Regions from separate parts of the Sus scrofa genome. Here regions 2 and 3 are each linked to region 1. A link is a contact called in public Hi-C data. All regions are on one chromosome and are shown on one strand. Each heading gives the region's core, a stretch centred on a gene start, on an enhancer-like site or on the middle of the called end of the contact. The rest is flanking DNA. Distances are from core to core; before and after follow the strand shown. Region 1 overlaps PXDN (peroxidasin homolog). Region 2 overlaps MYT1L (myelin transcription factor 1-like protein). Region 3 holds the start of PXDN (peroxidasin homolog).

The links. Hi-C and Micro-C count contacts between places; a contact is called where the count stands out from the background.
Region 2: a contact with region 1 is called in a Hi-C map of retroperitoneal adipose tissue, with 1.8 times the contacts expected there. The contact joins two enhancer-like sites. A contact is called at or near these places in 1 of 5 promoter capture datasets (liver), 14 of 47 Hi-C or Micro-C datasets (alveolar macrophages, embryonic fibroblasts, fetal heart ventricle and 8 more) and 1 of 2 datasets of contacts at active chromatin or transcription factors (skeletal muscle).
Region 3: a contact with region 1 is called in a Hi-C map of retroperitoneal adipose tissue, with 2.2 times the contacts expected there. The contact joins the promoter of PXDN here to the enhancer-like site in region 1. A contact is called at or near these places in 13 of 47 Hi-C or Micro-C datasets (embryonic fibroblasts, fetal heart ventricle, fetal liver and 8 more) and 1 of 2 datasets of contacts at active chromatin or transcription factors (skeletal muscle).

Annotation. Positions count from the first base shown.
Region 1 is chr3:132,342,321-132,345,112 of Sscrofa11.1, forward strand. The region is part of intron 8 of PXDN (peroxidasin homolog); the gene reads left to right. Among named protein-coding and RNA genes, the nearest start is that of PXDN, 37 kb to the left of the region's middle. Within about 2 kb of position 1,396, at least 8 of the 83 cell types and tissues checked have an H3K27ac peak or open chromatin away from gene starts, as enhancers often do. A contact at or near this core is called in retroperitoneal adipose tissue and subcutaneous adipose tissue, where this site is marked.
Region 2 is chr3:132,278,826-132,281,617 of Sscrofa11.1, forward strand. The region is part of intron 20 of MYT1L (myelin transcription factor 1-like protein); the gene reads left to right. Among named protein-coding and RNA genes, the nearest start is that of PXDN, 26 kb to the right of the region's middle. Within about 2 kb of position 1,381, at least 14 of the 83 cell types and tissues checked have an H3K27ac peak or open chromatin away from gene starts, as enhancers often do. A contact at or near this core is called in retroperitoneal adipose tissue, where this site is marked.
Region 3 is chr3:132,304,926-132,307,717 of Sscrofa11.1, forward strand. PXDN (peroxidasin homolog) reads left to right here and starts at 1,363. Exons shown (of 22, transcript XM_005662789.3): 1 at 1,363-2,017. The coding sequence starts at 1,668.

The sequences.
Region 1 (2,792 bases), core at 146-2,645:
GATTGGTGTTTGTTAGCTGTACCGTTTTCATCATTTTGGTCTAAACCTTTCCATATTAATGTACTTTGAATGTTTGTTATAAACAGAATGGAGCTAAATTAAAAAAAAAATTCAGTCTGACTTTAAAAATAAGTCCATTTACATTTGCTGTAGTTGGCAAGATATTTATAAATTCCACCTATTATTTTCGACTATTTATCCAACCTTTTCTGTGTTCCTTGCCTTATTTTGAAATCATTATTTTTCATCTTCTATTTTGACTTCTAGTTTGGAAGTTACATACCCTGTTTCTCTCTCTCTCTCTCTTTCTCTTCTTAGGGCCTGCAGCATATGGATGTTTCCAGGCCAGGGGTCCAATCGGAGCTGTAGCCGCCAGCCTACACCACAGCCACAGCAACACGGGATCCGAGCCGTGTCTGCGATCTACACCACAGCTCACGGCAGTGCTGGATCCTTAACCCACTGAGTGAGGCCAGGGATCGAACCCGCGTCCTGTCCTCATGGATGCTGGTTTTTGTTCCTGCTGAGCCATGACGGGAACTCCTGAGCATGAGTGGTTATTCCTTTGTACCGTGACTGTTGGCCTAGCCGTGCCTGTCCCGGTCACCTCCGGGTCTCTGATCCTTCCTGCATCTCAGCTCTTCTGCTGGGATCACTGTCCTTCTGCCCGAGGCGGGGGAACTGCAGGCTGAGGACCCGCCTGGGGTGAAGAAGCAGCAGAGCAACACGAGGTCTCTTCTCCTTCCAGATGCACAGCCCCCTGCCCCGGAGGCCTGCCCTCTTCTCTGCTTCTTTCTCCTCCTGGGGATGGAGCACCTTGGGGCCCGACCTAGAGTTTCCTGTTTCACTCCCCGCCCCCCGGAGGGGTTGGCGCCCATCTTTCTGTCTTCTGAGGCTCTTAAAGGCCACGTTTGCAATTTCGGGGCCCTGCAGAGCCTTCGAGACAGGCTCAGTTTTGGCTCTTGTCTCTGCGTGTTCATGATCTGTCACTAGATGCTTGGTAAATGGGGCTTCAAGCTGAATAGACAGAATTCTCTTGCCCGTCTCCTCTTCGCCTTCAGCCCACCTGCTCTGACGACTCGCCCTTCCAGGAAGCGGTGGCAGCGCGTGCAGGTGCACGCGGCCAGGGCCCCTCCTCACCCCTGGACCCGGAGTCTCGTTCCAGCACTGACACCCCCCCCCCCGAGGACTGCCTGTATGGCCCCACCAGCCAGACGAGGCCTCTCACCGGTCCCACGGGCGGGGGACTCGGAGTCTTTCTTTCCCACATCTTTTGTGCTCAGGGCTCCATATGGCTTCATCCAAAACCCTTTGCTTGTTTGCAGTTCTAGGAAATCTGGGATTTTTTCCCACCAGGGCCACATCCATGTCTTGTACTGTCAGAGTCTTGGCTGCCGCCCTGGGGTCAACACAGAAGATCCTGTAGCAAACTGGGCGGCTATTCATAGTCCAAGGAATAAAGGGCTGGGCGGAGCCTCACGCTGGAAAGATCAAGGTTTGGAAACAAAGCAGCTAGGATCAGTATTTTATTTCGGGAGCTTTTTGGATTGGAAATTATGGATAAGGCTGTAGACTCACAGAAACAACAGTAACAAAACCCCCCTTTTGTACATATTTTGTTTCACAAGTCTGTGCAGTAAATTCCTGGCGGAGTAATTTCTGGGTAAAAAGCAAAGGAGGGTGAAGAAATACTTAGTCTGACGCATGCGGCCGCGATCTGTCCGGGGACTTGGCCGCTGACCCTCCTGAAGTGTGAGACGCCTGCTTCTACGTATACTGAGCACACAAATGCAAGGATAAGGGCACAGGTTTTTTTGTTTTTGTTTTGTTTTCCCTGGATTTAGAGCTGAAAGATATTCTCTCAATATAGTGTTAATTTGCATTTTCTTTTTGTGAGAGAAATTTGTTTCTTTTTTCCATATGTTCGAAATTCCCTTTAAACACAATGTTTTTTAACCCATAAGAATTACTAGCAGGGTTTAAGAACAAGGCTGACTTTATAAATTTAGAATAAATAGGAGTTCTCATTGTGGCTCAGAAGAAACGAATCTGACTAGTATCCATAAGGACGCAGGTTCAATCCCTGGCTTCGCTCAATGGGCTAAGGATCCGGCGTTGCCGTGAGCTGTGGTGTAGGTCGCAGACGTGGCTCGGATCCTGAGTTGCTGTGGCTGTGGTGTAGGCCGGTGGCTACAGCTGCTATTAGGCTCCTAGCCTGGGAATCTCCATATGGCGCAGGTGCGGCCCTAAAAAGACCTAAATAAGTAACTAACTAACTAAATAAATAAATTTAGGATAAACAAAAGTAAGACTTTACCGTAGAGTTCAGTGCACGTTTTAAGAAGGAACCAGCTCTGACCGGTCAGCCAGGGCTGCTCAGGCTGGTTTGACCCGAGGCAGGGGACCCTTTCTGTTTGTGCATTTCTTTAAAAAGAAAACGTATGCAGTTGAGTAGATTTCTTTTCGTTACTTTATTTATTTATTTATTTTGTCTTTTTGCCTCTTCTAGGGCCACACCCATGGCATGTGGAGGTTCCCAGGCTAGGGGTCGAATAGGACCGGTAACCGCTGGCCTGCACCACAGCCACAGCAACATGGGATCCGAGCCGCGTCTGCACCCTACACCACAGCTCACGGCAACGCCGGGTCCTTGACCCACTGAGCGAGGCCAGGGATCGAACTGACAACCTCATGGTGCCTAGTCGGATTCGTTAACCACTGTGTCACGACGGGAACTCCTCTTTTCATTATTTTAGAGCTCAGTGGGGGAAATGAGTTGCATGAAAATAGAG
Region 2 (2,792 bases), core at 131-2,630, 64 kb before region 1:
GGCTGCTGTTGCAGGACAGGAACTGAAGCACCACAGAAGCAACCTGTCCCCCAGGTCTCGTGGGTGGACCTTCGAGAGGGAGTAAAGCAGGCAGACCTCTCCCCAGCCAGCCATCCCACCAGGAGGTACGCCCTCTGCTCTTGGCCTCCGCAGACAGGTCCGTGTCTGCCCGTAAGCGTGGAGCTTCCTCCCAGGCTGAGACTGTGGCCTCGCTCACTAAAGCCACACGTGGACAGAGGACACTAAAGCAGCCTTATTGTTCTTAACTCAAGACTGGCTGATATGAACCCAGATTCCACACCGCAGTCCAGGAACTGTGACCGGGCAGCTACCAGCCCTGCAGCTGCTGCCTCCTGGACATTCACCTTTTCCACCGGGATGGCCTGCACCCCTGCCTGCCCTGGCCAGAGGGCGGAGGGCCAGGAGTGGGCCTGGCCGCCCAGACCTGGCGGTGGCTTTTTTTTTTTTTTTTGACAAAAGCATATGAGAAACATCGTCCTTCCCTTTACGCCCCAAGAGGAAATGCCTCCTACAGTTGGGGTTTCTCTGTGACCTGCAGGAGGTGAGGGGGCCGAGGGAGGAGGCGGCTCCTCCAAAGCATCGATGCTGCGATGCTGCAGGTGGAGAATGTGCTTGTTCAGAGCAGCCCGCACGTGGGTTTGGTGTGTCTGCAGGACCCCTGCTCCCGGGGAACGAGCCGCGCACCATCTCGGTCTGCAGTCCCACAGAATCCGTGCTCAGAGAAAGCCTGGAAACAGAGGATGAGGTCGAAGTTCCCCTAAGCAGCAGAGCAGTGCACTTGGTGCTAAAGCCGGTTCCCCAGGAGTTTCTTACTTTCCTGCCAGTGGACATCACACAGCCCCATGTTTTTTAGCCTCACCCCCTGGAAATATTTGCTAGTGAACGATTTTCGGCAGTGATGTTCTCCTGAAGGAAGCGCCCCTCGGTGCGGGTCCTGATAAAATGCTGGGCGTCCTCCTTCTGCCCACTTCCCAGGCCCTTGGCGGTGTTTGCCTGGAGCCGTCTCTGGAATTCCTGGTGGAACCGGTGCCAGACGTCTGGGGCCCACCTAGCAGGCAACTGGTGCAGAGACGGGTTAACTGTTTGCTGCCCAGAGTCTGGACTCTGTGGCCTTTTTCCAGCCCACACTCAGAGCAAGCTGGTTTTAATTAGGGACGTTTGTTTCCATAAGGGCCCCCTGGGGCTCCGCTTCCAAACTCCAGCCTCCACACCGAGACCACCGGGGTCACTCCTGACTTGACTCAGGGCAAGGACTGGACCAGCGAGGACCCCGGGCGCCCAGGGCCACCCCCTTCCCCGAGGGAGGTGGGCACGGGCCGCCGCTAGATGGCACTGCGCCCTCGCCGAGGACTCCCGCCGAGCGCTGGGCACGGGCCGCCGCTAGATGGCGCTGCGCCCTGGCCGGGGACTCCCGCTGAGCCTGGCAGGCCTGCTCCAGACGCTTCCAAATTTGACCCACGCTGGGTGCAGTCACTGGATCGGAATGGCAGGAACACGGTGCGGGCGTGTTCGCACAAAACGCACCCCGCCGTGGGTCTGTCTCTGTCTCCTAATTTAGTCCATCCCGGCTGGCAGTTAGTTCCCTGGGAAGTAAGAGCATCAGCCTCAGACTGAAGTCTGGTTCTGACTCTCAGGCTGGGTTGACCCTTTCCAGGTCCTGGTCTGGGCACCAGCAGCCTGGTCTCGTGGAGACGCCTGAGTCCCTCACTCCGCTGGCTTCTGTGTGGCCGAGCTTCCTTGTGGCTGCTGTCCAGCCTCACACTGTCCTCCTTCTCTTTCACGTGGGCAAGCGACCCGGTGTGCACAGCATTCAGCTCCAAACATCCCGGAGCAACGGGACACACCTGGCCCCCGAGCAGCAGGCCTCAGGGCCGACAGCCCCGCTGGGTACAAACAGGAGGCAGACGCCTGGTGCCGCCCCCCTGCCCCGCCTCTGGAACATAGAAGCTTCGTGAGCAAGCCCAGACCCCGGCCGGGTTCGGGGAAGGGCGCGGGTATGGTGGTCACTCAGCCTCTGGGGAGTCCAGCGTGGTCACCAGAGGCAAACATCTCGTCTGTCAACAGCTCTGAGCTTCCTTGTGAAGAACAGTGAAAACACCTGCTGTACAAAGATTCGCCCTCCTCCTGAACAGCTAAAAGCCGTGGCAGAAAATGTGTCGAAGCTCAGCCAGGCAGAAGCCGGCGGAGTGAGGGACTCGGTGGCTCCACGCCACCTGGCTGGAGGTGCCCAAACCAGGCTGCGCAGCAGGACGCCCTGCAGACAGTTTAACCTGGAAAAGTGTCTGGAGAGATGCTCAGAAACCTCGTGGCATCGCTGCAGACGTCACGGGACGTCCCCTTTCACAGACGCTGCCTGGGACCACGCAGTGCACGCGCCGCCGGCCGGGGGGCAGATACAGGCGCAGATAATAGACCAGCAGCCTCTCTGCCTGCGGGCAGAGTCTGCGTAGCCCGAATGAGCGCACGAAGTACAGAGCGGGGTCTTGGTGTGACTCTCGGGAAGTATCGTACATCGTATGGGTTTTCCTTCCACCTGCGCATGCGGCGCCCTGCACGCTGACACGGCGCAGAGGGTCCCCGTGCCCCCGGGACCACAGCTTCCATGGAAGGCACTCAGCACGGCCCTGGGGGAAGGAAACAGGGAGGGGGCATCCTGGAGGCGGTGATCAGCACGTGCAGACCGGGAGGGACAGACGTTCACAAGCTGGGAGCCAGGCGGGCGGGCGGGCCATGCCGGTGGCGATGTTTCAAAACGTTTGGGTGAGAGGCGG
Region 3 (2,792 bases), core at 113-2,612, 37 kb before region 1:
GCAGGTCCTAGTTTTAGAGGCAGGTCAGGGGACTAGGAACGCCCGCAGGAGGGCACGCTGAGACTCTGCAGAATTTCTTCTCCGGGAAACCTCAGTTCCTGCTCTTAAGACCTTGAACAGACTGGAGGAGGGACCCCTCCTCTCCTAGACAGCCGGTCGCAGACAGGAACCAACGTTAGTCTCACCTCCCAAGGCCTTTGGCACAGCACCGGGACTAGCGTGTGGCCTGTCACTGGGCCAATGGCCCAGCCAATGGACACATAAAATTAGCTGCCCGAGCTGACCTCGGGAGGCCCAGGTTGAGGTGTTGGGAGAGATGTGGCTTTTCCCACTTAAACCCGAGGGACCAGAGCCATTTGGACAGCGGAGTGGCCCAGTCGAAGCGGCACATTCTCTGTTGCTGCAGGGCTGGGGGGTGGAGCAGCGGACCTGCGGGCCCGAGGTATGAGAAACAGTTGGAGGGACACATGGGTGACCCAGAGGAAAAATGACATTTTCAGGGAGAGTAAGGTTTTGGGTTTCTGATATGCAAGGCTGAAATTCTTGGGGGTCCCCAGAGAAAAAGCAAAATGAGTGTGGCCCCGGGCGTGGGCTCTGGGGGAGACGCGGGACTGGCCAGTGTGCAGGACCCCCGGGGGGCGTGACTGGACGGCTACCCCACGTGGTGACTGGGGTGAGAACGTCTGTCATGGACGTGCAGCCTCCGGAGGGGTCTAGAACCAGACCCCCGCTCAGCCGCACCCAGATGCAGCCCCACCGACGTGCAGGAGCAGCTGTTTGCCGACAGGGTGGCAGGAGCGAGCCAGGTCACCTCAGCCCCACTGTGGCACTTCCGGTCACGCAACAGTGTGGGTGTCAGAACAGACCCAGGCGCCTCTGAGGCTGAGGCTTGGTGACTGTGTGGCTTTGACGTCCTCCACTGTCACCGCAGAGACTGGATCCTTGAGGAAAGTGCTGGGGTGAGGCTGTGAACACACACACACACACACACACACACACGCAGGTGGGGCCCCTCCTTCCCAGGGCTTCTGCTCCAGACAAGGCCCCCCTGGAAGAGGCCACAGGGGAGAAACCAAAGGTCCATGAGGGTCCACCTGGTCCAGCGCTGCCTCCTAACAGTCCTGGGGGCAGCAGTGCACAGCCCTGGGCAGTGACCAGGCCTCAGGGGCTCCGCCGGGGAGCCCGGCAGCCTGGCTCTAATCCTGCAGCAGAGTGTGTCTGTGTGTTAGACAGACAAGGAGAGCGGGGTGGGGGGGGGGAGACAGAGAGACGGAAAGAGAAACGGAGACAGAGAGAGATTAAGGGAGAGAGACAGAAAGAGATAGAGACAGAGAGAGATTAAGAGACAGAGATTAAGAGACAGAGAGACAGAGCAAGCCCTTGGAATCCTGCCTGGGACTTGCCGGCGCTCCCAACGTGTTTTATAAAAGGACAAAAACCCTCTCGCATAGTGCGGACACGGCGGCCAGAGGACGTGAAGCAAACTTGGCTTAGGCCCCAGATCGTGGGCGGAGACCTGGGATTGGAACTTGGGGGCCCAACCTGGCCTCCACACGGCACCCCAGGCAGCCCTGGGAAGGGGGCGCCGCAGCCGGACGCACGGCTGGAGGTCCTCGCCCCGCCCCGGCCCTTGGGGAGGTGGGGGTGGGAAGGGAGGAGCCGCGCGCATGTGCACAGCTGGCGCCCCCCGCCCCCCGCGCACAGCTGGGACGTGGGCCGCAGTTGGGCGGCGGGAGGGCGCAGTCCAGAGCCGGCAGCCGACGCGCCGGGCCCTCACGATCGGTCCGAGTGTCCGCGTGTCCTGCGCGCCGTGGGCCATGGCCGTGCACCCCGCGCGTCCCGCGCGCCCCTGCCTGCTGGCGCTTGTGATGTGCTGCTGCTGGGGGGTGCTGGCCGTGGTCGCCCAAAAGCCGGGCAACGGGTGTCCTAGCCGCTGCCTGTGCTTCCGCACCACCGTGCGCTGCATGCATTTGCTGCTGGAGGCCGTGCCCGCCGTGGCGCCGCAGACGTCCATCCTGTGAGTGCGGCGGGGCGCGGGGCCCCGAGGGGCAAGGCGCGCGGGAGGATCGAGGGCCGGGGTCCGGGGTCCGGGAGGGAGGATGGTGCGGCGGGGCCTTTGTCCGCCCTGGCCGGGGCACGGGGGGCGGACCTGAGCGCAGCGCGCGCCGCCTCTGGAGCCGCCTTTGTTCGGAGCTCGGAATCCCCGCTGGACGGGGAAGTTGTTGGGAGCAGGCGGGGGAAGCCCGGCCGCCCCGCCCGGCCCGGTCCTGCTCGCTGCCGTCCTCCGCTCGCCTTTGCCCCCTTCCCGCCCCTTTCCGGGCCCCTCTCCTCCCCGCGCCCCGCGCCCCCTCCTCCGCTTCCCCCCTCCTCTCCTCCCCCCTCCCCTCCTTCCCCTCCTCCCACTCGGCGGTTCCCGCTCCGGTTTCCCGGTCCTCCCTGGGCGCGGTACCCCCGCCCCCGCACTGGGGGAGCCTCCCGGGCGCATCCTCCGTGACCCACGGCGGCAGCGCCCCCACGTCCCCGCATCGGCCGGGGCGCGGGGAGCCTCCTGCCCGGGTAGTCGCGAGCCCTGCGGGGCGCACGGTTTTCTCTCGGGCTTGCTCTGCGCCGCGGGAGAGCGGGGCCGAGCTCCGGGAGCGGCCGCGGTGCGGGTCCCTCCCCGAGTTGTGGCGCGGCGCGGCTGGCCGGGGGGTGGACAGAGTCGGGGTCCGAGCGGGTTGGCGCCTGGGACCCATCGCCGCTCTTGTCGCCAGCCAGGGCGCGCCGCGGCGGTGCCATCGGAGAGTCGGCGC